Linked DNA regions of Sus scrofa: region 2 is linked to region 1. The links are chromatin contacts, called in public Hi-C maps. All regions are on one chromosome and are shown on one strand. Each heading gives the region's core, a stretch centred on a gene start, on an enhancer-like site or on the middle of the called end of the contact. The rest is flanking DNA. Distances are from core to core; before and after follow the strand shown.

Region 1 (4,784 bases), core at 1,497-3,996:
CCACCTCTGTCATTGCTGCCATCATCCCTATCCCCACCGTCGCCACCACCGCCGCCGCCAGCACCAGCACCACGACGACCCCGTCGCCGTCGCCGCCATCCTCACTCTCAGCATCTCTGCCTCCGCCGTCGCCACCACCTCCCCCCACCCCGGGCTGCTTTTCCTTTCCTCCGTCAGGCTTCCTTCTGCACCCCTGCCTCCCGCTGACTGATTTATTCCGCGCCGAGGAAGTGGTTCCCCTGTGTGTCCATCACTTCGCGGGGCCCGGATTAAACAAAGGAAGGTCATGCACAGCCCCTGTGCTAAGAGTCTCACGGACCACAGGCGCCACAGGCGATGATGCAAAAATAAACCTGCTGTGTACATGTCACCCCCTGCTAAGGAAGGCAGACCCTGGCACGCAGGGCAGGTAACCGAAGTCTGGAAAGAGCTCCCGTTTTGGGACGAGGACGGATACCGCCTGACCGAGGGGAACCAGACCAGCAAACCGGAAACCTCCCCCAGCGCCACCGCCCCGCCCTGTGGGTTTGCCCACCTCCAGGACGCGTGGAGGGAGTGAGCCCAGCACAGGTGGGTGAAGGGTGCCCGTACTGAGATCAGTCCTGCAGCTCATGTGGACGCTGGCCTGCAGAGGACAGCATGACTGGGACGGCGTGTGCTGCCCTCCACGTGTGTCCACGCTAGAAAAGGGGCATTTGCCCAGCTTTCTCTGATCGTTTATTTCCGTCTTTCTCTTTCTCACTATTTCAAATAGAAGAATCTACGGCGGGCTCTGGGAACCGTGGAATTCTGCTTTGATCTGCGGTCAGAAAGGTTGCATTGGGTCACGCTGCCTGTAGGAGAAAGGGCAGGAGCCCCGGTCGCCAATGAGGCTGATTTCTTTATTACAAAAGCTTTTTCTAGATACATGCATATATCCATTTAAAACAGAGAAGGATTGGGAGTTCCCGTCATGGCTCAGCGGTTAACGAATCCGACTGGGAACCATGAGGGTGCGGGTTCGATCCCCGGCCTTGCTCAGTGGGTTGAGGATCTGGCGTTGCCGTGAGCTGTGGTGTAGGTCGCAGATGTGGCTTGGATCCTGTGTTTCTGTGGCTGTGGTGTAGGCTGGCGGCTACAGTTCCGATTAGACCCCCTAGCCTGGGAACCTCCATATGCCGAGGGAGAGGCTCAAGAAAAGGCAAAAAGACAAAAAAACAAAACAAAACAAAACAAACCAGACAAGGATTTCATGTCCTAACATTTACTGAGTGTTTGTTATGTACTAACAGCCATTTAATCCTAAAACAAACTTATGTGGAAGGTTCTGCTGTTACCCCCAGTTTTCAGCTGAGGAGATTAAGGGTCTGAGCAAAGTCAGGACTGCAAACCTTGTCATGTCAGAACCAGGATTTGTGGTCTGGTTGTTGGGACCCCAAATCCTACCCCCCTGATGACCATGGAGCAAATCCTCCCTCCCCAGACTCCACCCCAGCTGCCAAAACTGCTCCCTTCAACGCCGTGTCGAGCTTGCTCTCAGCGTCTCCCTCTGCCACCGCGCAGCTTTTCCTGGTGACCTCGGCCCAGGATGAAAGATGCAGAGGCATCCTTTCCCGCACCTGGGATTCCCGCCTGCTCTCTTCCACCTTCAGTCTCCGGCGTGACGCTGCTCGAGCCTCCAGGCTGGAATAGCCAGGGGGGCAGTGGACATCTGGTGACCGGCCCAGCCTCGGCAGAGAGCGCCTTGTTAAATTCACTTAACAAGGACGATGGGGCTGAAACCGTGCGTGGATTGCACTGGAAGGAATGAAACTGGGATGCGGAATGGTGGCTGGTTTGTGATGTCTGGTGACGAGGGTTTGTCACTGTCCCACGGCCCCGCCTGAGGCACGCCTGTGTCGGTTCTCCACAGGGGGAGGCTTTGCCCTCCTCCCAAAACTTCCACGTCTCCTAGTGGAGGAGCAGAGGCATCAAAATGAACACAGCCCATCTCGAACCTCCCAGGGGCGTTTCACAGAGCTGTCCCTAGTCATGAAGCCAGTCTTTCATTTCTGCTCACACGTTTACAATAAATGTTGAAAATCTCTGCGCTGATGTGAGGTTCTGCCTGAAATCAAGTCATGGCGTGTCTGCACCATGGCCCAGACGCCAGAGCCCTGAGCCAGCCTGGTCTTTGCCAGGGCACTGCCGCTGTGATGCCTCTCTTAGGAGACCCAGAGAGTGTGGACCGGATTCACTTCCTCATATTAAAAACTGTGTTTAAGGAGTTCCCTGGTGGCTAAGGATCTGGCGTTGTCACTGCTGTGGCTTGGGTTCAATCCCTCGCCCAGGAACTTCCACATGCTGCGGGCATGGCCAAAAACATTGCATTTAAAAATGAGCTCCCAGGAGTTCCCGTAGTGGCTCAGTGGAAATACATCTGGCTAGCACCCATGAGGACGCAGGTTCAATCCCTGGCCTTGCTCAGTGGGTTAAAGATCCAGTGAGCTGTGGTGTAGGTTGCAGATGCAGCCCAGATCCCTGCGGCTGCGGCAGTGGGGCGGCTGGCGGCTACAGCTCCTAGCCTAGGAACCTCCACGAGCCATGGGTATGGCCCTAAAAAAACAAAACAAAACAAAACAAAACAAACAAAAAAAAAAAGACCTCCCAGTGCAAGGTTCTTATTACGAATCAGGAAAATGATACCTTTTAAACTTTAACCTGCTTTGATAAGCCTGTGACAGCAACTCTGATAAGGCTGTAACTCCAGCCCCAGAAAATAAGAGGCAGACCTCAGCGAGTGGCCAGTCCCCTCTAGGGCCAGCCTCAGGCTGTGGGTTTATCTTATCCATGTATTGAATGCACAGCAGGCGGACCCTGGAACAACTGGGTTCGGGTGCCAGCCCCCGGCTGCTGTGAAGATTGGGATGTGCATTTGCCGTCGGTCCCTCACAGCTAAGGCTCGGTCCAGCGGTGCTTTTCTGGAAACATCTGCGCAGGAGCGGACTTGCTGTGCAAACCCATCTTGTTCAAGAGTCACTGCATGCGTTGACCTTGAGATATCATTTGCACGTGTTTTAAAATACATAATAGCTGTATCATCAATGCCATATACACGCACATTCGTATCATAGGTACACAGTAGACACATCTGGCCCTGGAGCTACTCGCTGTGCCCGTGAGGGCGGGGGACCTCGCTTCTGGACACTCTGGGCCTGGCTGATGTGTCCCTTTGGGAGAATCTCAGGACTGCTCTGACTTTGTCTCTGGAAGACAGGGCAGGCCGCGGGTCCGGGGCGGGGGGAGAGCTGTCTGCCCCAGAACAGAAACCTTATCTCCAGGGGGCTCTGCTCTCAGCCAGGACCCAGGCCGAGACCCAGGACAGCACATGGTTCACCTGAGTCCTGAGCAGTGTCAAGCCCCCAGGGCCTGCCCACCGCCCAGAGGAGACCAGTGGGCAGCTTGGGCCCTCGCCCGCCGTTTCCGCTGCTGCTCAGTTACCCAGAGATGTGTCTCTAGCCTCGAGGCAGGTTGTGAGTGGCCGCGGAGGCGGATCTGTTTCAAGTTCACACTTCCAGTTATTTATAGGTTTCAATCACAGCCTCAAACAACAGAGGAAAAGCATCGCACGTCACAGTTATCTGAAGTCACCAAAATGTTCTCTCAGCCTTTTCTGATTTGCTGCTCTGTCTGCGGACCCTTCAAGGCCAGTGTCCTGTGTGTGTGGCTCTGGGTGGGAGAGGGGGGGCTGCTGTCTGAATCTTCTCTGCTCTCTCCAAGTGGCCAGCAGCCCACTCCCAGTGCTGTCCCCAGGGCGCCTGCTCACGCTCAGGAGCCCTCTGCCAAGGGAGCCTCACTGGACCCCGAACAAATAAACCATCATGTTACAAAGTCCAAATTACTCTAGCAGTCCTTTCATTTCTAGCAAATTCTCTCCTTGGCCAGGCCCACGGTGGGACTGTTTTTCTGCCTGTAAAGCCCCCACACCGTCAGTGGCTGAAATGGAATTTTCTTCCTGGGCTGACGATTTTTCACCTGCGTTTTTCAGTAGCGTTTGCACAGGGGTCAACCTCGAGACCTGTCAGAGGTCACAGCACAGAGTCTCACCCACCCCAACCCCAGGCACCGGATTCCCATCTCTCGAGGCACTAGTGGAACCAGCTTCTTAGGCATCTTTCAAGGGACACTTGGCATCTGTAATTACACACGCACGCATTTCCAAGGAGGAGGAGCTGCCTTTGTGCTGGTGGGACGGGGATGGGGGGAGGGGATGGGGACGAGCCGGGGGGAAGGGGGTAGCATGGGGGATGGCAGTGGAAGGTGGGGGATGGGGTGGAGACGGGGGGTGGGGGGGCATAGGGTGGGGGATGGAGATAGGGTGGGGGGTGGGGGCGGGGGCTGGGGTGGGGGTTGCCAGTGGGCAGAGTGGCGCCAGCGCCTCGCAGTGCCCACAGACCACCGCTGCTCTAACGCGTCTCTGTCTCCATCAGACTCAGGTACTGAATCACGGGGCCGCCTGTGAGTGGGTCTGCCGTGACTCCATCCAGCCCAGTTTTTCTGTGTTTCCGTTTGCTTTACTCAAATGTGAGAGCTTATTGTTTTTAATTTTTCCATCTGCTTTGAAGTGTCACATTGCATATTATTTCATTCACAATTTGTTCAAACTGTAGAACTGTCCGCCAATTTTTTTTCTCCTTCCACTCACACGTCCTCGGTTGGTTCCAAAGTGCGCAGGTTCATGCGACCCCCTAAACCCAGTATCACTTATTGCCATGGGGCTGAAAACAAGGGGATCTGACGTCTACCCAGGAAAACACCAAAGGACA
Region 2 (4,784 bases), core at 1,590-4,089, 150 kb before region 1:
CACTCACCGAGTGGGGCGTGGGGAGGGCGGGGACGGGTGTGCCTCCAGCCTGGGTGCTGGGCCTTCCAAACGGACAAGGAGGGGGCCGCTGGGGGCAGGCCTGCCTCGCTCCTTCGTCCCACTGGGTCCTAGGTCGTGGCCTCATTCTGCAGACAGCATGGTGTCCCTCGAATGTGGCAACAGCGAGGACACTCCAGGAACTGCCAGTGAGCGGGTTCCCAAGGCTGTGTGACCTTGGGCAAGTTACTACGCTTCTCTGCTCCTCAACACGAAGCAAGCTACTCGGCCCTCAGCGGGCACCGACCCAAGGTTATTGTCCTCCCTCCTTGTCACTGGGTCACCACAGACCCTCTGGACCGTGCCCGGGCCGCTGGGCAAGTGTTTCCTTAACACCCGTACTTCTCATTACTCATTCTCTCTCATTCCTCTGCTTCCCTTGAGACAAACGGAAGGCGGCGTGATCAGAGCCTCGCACACAGTCTCCTTCTGGAAGGCTCCCTGCCCCCAGCCCGACCCCGGCCTCCACCCGGCTTGGGCCTCCCTTTCAGTGCCTCTGCCCAACCCCGTCCTCACCGTGACCCTGGCACTGGTCACACTGCACTGCTGGTGCCGCCAGTGGGGCCAGACCTGCCCTCGGACAGGGTCCCCAGCGCGCCCGCGTCCACCTACCCAGCGCGAAGAGAGCGGTCCTGCCCGTGAACTTGGAGAGCTTCCCATAGAGCACCGAGCAGAGCGCGTTGACGGCCGCGAAGCAAATCATCACGTAGCCCACGAACTGGATGCCCAGGGCGCAGGTGGTGTAGGACTGGGGAGAGGCACAGACCGTGAGAGGCCCAGCCACCCCCAAGGAGGGCACCTCCTTTACGCACAAAGAGGGCAACAGCTCAGGGGTGAGGCGGGCCTCCAGCGAACAGCGTCAAGTAGCCGGGTGACCAGGCTGAGACCCACGTGCATTTCCAGGTAGTAAAAAAGCATAAATTGAAAACTAGGTCATAGGAATTCTAGTGATAACCGCGGATTTCACGGTTTTCCCTATTTTTCACTTAAAGATAAGGGCGCAGCGTGAGATGCAGGCAGGCACCACACAGCAAATGTCCCTGTGATGACTGCCGAGCAGCTTTGGTCCTTTCCCTGAAGCTGCGTCTCAAGTGACAGGTGGAGTGGTCCCCCTCCAGGCGAGCTGGACGGAACCTGGGAGCTGATGTCTCAACCACACGGGCGGCAAAGGACTCAGCGCAGCACGGGAGCCCTGAGCCCGCCTGCCCGGCCCCTCTCCTACCCGCGTGTAGTCGCCGGCGAGGAAGGCTTGCTCGAACCCGGAGTACAGAGGCAGCAGGACCAGGAGGCGCAGACGCTTGTCCCTAAAAAGCTTGAACGTCGACAGCAAAGTGGACCAAAATGGTGGTGCTTTCTTCTCTCCCTCACTTTTCTGCTGAGCATCTTTTACAGGTTCGAGAAACACAGCTGTCAGCAGGACTGCCAGGACGCCGCTCCCTGGAAGGACAGCAAGGGGACGGGCTGCTGGGACAGGACCGGAGCGCCACACCCCTGCATAGACGCACCTCCTCCTCTCCAGGTGCAGGGTGGTTTCAAATCCAGGTGTAAGGCGGTGCCAGGTGGGCGGAGCCTGACCAAAGCCCCGCCCTCCACCGTGGGCTTGGAGGTCACACTCGGTACCTCCAGCCTGCGTGTTGGTTCCCTGACTAACCTGTGATAGTCAGGCTTTCTCATGAAACCTGCCACAGCAGGTGACAGGAAACAGACATGGGGGTCGGCAGGGAGACCCCAGGTGTCCTCAGAGTCCTTAACTGGATGCTCTGTGTGTGGATCCACCACCTGGACAGTCTGTGTAGACACCCCACCTGGACAGCTCCCTTCTCCAGCCTCGGCTCACAGCAGGCCCAGGACCAGCCCCCCGTGGACAGAGGCCCAGATGCAGCCCATGGGAGGTGGGGCTTGGGTCCAGAAGCCGCATGTCCACCAGGACACAGGGGTGCGTCCAGAGTGTCCTGTGGTCCAGAACCTTCCGCAGGGTGTGGACTGGGCACAGGGCTCGTAACTGCATGGCGGGGGCAGGGCTCAGGGACCCTGGAAAGTACTCTAGGGAAAGGCGTTCTCTTCGCTTTGGTCAGTTTTCCTCCTTTCCTGTTTCATTTTTACTGTATAATTTTCTCTTGTCTTTGTGGCAACAGCCTTGCTTGAAGGAGGGAGGCTGCGAGGCCCCGCGAGGCAGTCCCCCCCGCCCCCCGTGATCCCAGCTTTACAGGCCTGCTTGGATCTCCTCTCCCTCCCGCCAGCGGATTTTCCGAGGACCAGGAACACGGATGAGGTTCCCAGGGGCCCAGGGACGCTGGGTCTGCGCTCATCTCAGGCCAAACGTTTCCAAACCGGTTGCTTTGCCCTGCCCCCCAAGTGCCGACCCGCATCCAGTGCGGGTACGTCCTGCTGGCTGTTGCTCTGACTCTCTTGACCTCACCCTCCCGACCCCCCGCTGCTCTGCACACCGTGCCCCTGGTCCATCTTTCCCTGGGTCAGTCCGCTGGCCCCTCACGGGCTTCTCGGCCCTCTGCCTCCACCCTTCCCAGTTATGTTCACACTGGAATCCAGGAGGCAGGTATGCAACCGCCCAGACTCCAGGCCCGTTGTGATGGGCCATAGTTGCTCACCCCAGTTGGCCCCCTGTCCCCTCCAGACCCTTGTCCTCGGGCCCTCTGGACACAGCTGGAACACATGTAGCCAGCCCAATGCCGTGGTCTGCCATGTCCACCACCCTTGGTCCCTGGGCACTTGGAATGTATCTGCTTGGCCTTAGGAACAGTGGTTTCAATTTAGTTAGTTAAAATTTAACTAAGCACACGGCTACTGGCGCCGATGTGAGAGGCTCCCATGCTCGCAGGGGACAGGGGACAGCAGAGGCGGCCATGCTCGGTTTCGGGGGAAGAGGCCTGAGCCGAGCCAGGCGCCCCGGGCAGGGCTTCAGCATCACGGATGTGTTGACCTGGGAGACGGTCTTTCCCACCCAGGACGGGGTCCAGCTGGCGCTCCCTGGGCTCCCCACGTGGCGCTTACCCGTGTAGATGCCCAGCAAGGTGTAGATTAGCTCCTGCGAGGGGCGGTTCGTGCTGTTGGCGGGAGCCGTGGCCATCAGGCAGTCCCTGGCCCCGCAGGACAGGAGCTGCTGCTCCGGGATGGTCCCTGTGACGTCAGAAGCAAAGGGGGCTTGAGAACACGGGTGACTTGATGGCAGGTGGGACCAAAGGAAGGACGTGCCAGTGAGAAGGAGAGAGGCCAGGCAGAAGGCAAGGCTTCCCCTCAGGTCAGTGTCACAGACGTGGGCTCTGCAGACCAAGTGCTTCTAAATGCATTTCCCCTTTTGGGCACCTGTCTGTATACTTGCCTTTTTTTTTTCTTTTTTTTTGGCCATGCCCTCCGTGTGCAGAAGCCCCCAGGCCAGGGATGGAATACAAGCCACAGCAGTGACAATGTTGGACCCTTAACCCACTGAGCCCCTGGGGAACTCCTATATACTTGGTTTTAAGCCACTCTGGACCAATGTGCAATAAATGTTGCTTCCTTGTTATATTGTGTTCCTGATGTTGTTGAAAGTTTCCCACTTTTCAGGATTAATTAAGAAATAGAGCGCATTTGACCGGGTGTAGGCCCACTAGGTTCTTTCTCAGATTCATCTGTACCCAGTTCTGTGACCCTGGGCAGCTTATTTCATATCTTCTCTGAATATCAGCTCTCTTTGCCGTTCAAAGAATGAAACTGGGAGTTCCCATCGTGGCACAGTGGAAACAGTCTGACTGGGAACCATGTGGATGTGGGTTCGATCCCTGGCCTCACTCGGTGGGTTAAGATCCAGCGTTGCCGTGGGCTGAGGTGTAGTTTGCAGATGTGGCTCAGATCTGGCGTGGCTGTGGCTGTGGTGTAGGCTGGAAGCTGTAGCTCCAATTGGACCCCTAGCCTGGGAACCTCCATGTGCCACGGGTGCGGCCCTAAAAAGACAAAAAAAAAAAAAAAAAAAAAGAATGAAATTGGAACACTCAGTGACTCTTGGTCAGACCCACGTCAGAATCTCTGAAGAGATGGGACAGAAGTCGTGGAAGAAATACTGTGTTTCCTTGTTTCCAGAACATGGATTTCATCACTTAAAATGCCCCAGGGTCCCCCGGCTGGTGAGGTAGGCGGCACGCTGGACAAGAAGGCAGCCTGGAGCCCAGAGGCACAGAAAGGCTGAGGAACCCGGCAGGGCTCTCAAAACGCCTTCCTCGCTCACACTCTGTGTCCTGGGACCAGCTTGCCCGGATGTCTTTAAAAGCAAAGCCATTCGCTCCACGTCAGGCCAGTCCTGTCAGAGGGACTGAATTTCATCCGGCTCCTGCTGGCTGACGGCAGGCGCTAAGGGCAGTAGCGAGTCGCGATGGGCATCTCTCAGCCCCCTTGTTTCCCTTCTGTGGGTGCACTTGGCTAGTGGTGACGTCACGTGAGAAAAGGGCAGAGAGACTATTATCACGGGTTCCTGAAGGTGAGGTTTTCTATGGGTCAGCAGGATGGAGGCGGGACCCAGAGGGCGAGAATCCTGGCGGTGGTCAGCAGAGTCAGAAGGTCTCCCCATTCGTAAAGTCCCTGTGAGAACCGAGATGCGGCTTTCCTCCGCCCTCGTGTCAACCCCCAGACGTCTCAGGGAGGTCAGTTAAGGGATACGTGGTCCTTTGTGTAACACTGAAACGCTGCTGGGTGGATCCGCTCAGTGGGCAGATAAGTCCATGGAGCCCGTTCTT

The links. A called contact is a pair of places that touch in the nucleus more often than the background predicts.
Region 2: a Hi-C map of liver shows a contact between it and region 1, with 2.3 times the contacts expected there. The contact joins two enhancer-like sites. A contact is called at or near these places in 1 of 5 promoter capture datasets (liver) and 2 of 47 Hi-C or Micro-C datasets (both in liver).

What each region holds. Positions count from the first base shown.
Region 1 is chr1:1,793,988-1,798,771 of Sscrofa11.1, reverse strand. No RefSeq gene overlaps it. Among named protein-coding and RNA genes, the nearest start is that of AFDN, 98 kb to the right of the region's middle. Within about 2 kb of position 2,746, at least 8 of the 83 cell types and tissues checked have an H3K27ac peak or open chromatin away from gene starts, as enhancers often do. A contact at or near this core is called in liver, where this site is marked.
Region 2 is chr1:1,946,801-1,951,584 of Sscrofa11.1, reverse strand. UNC93A (protein unc-93 homolog A) reads right to left here. Exons shown (of 9, transcript XM_021085952.1): 5 at 3,070-3,195; 6 at 1,280-1,494; 7 at 670-805. Among named protein-coding and RNA genes, the nearest start is that of TTLL2, 25 kb to the left of the region's middle. Within about 2 kb of position 2,839, at least 9 of the 83 cell types and tissues checked have an H3K27ac peak or open chromatin away from gene starts, as enhancers often do. A contact at or near this core is called in liver, where this site is marked.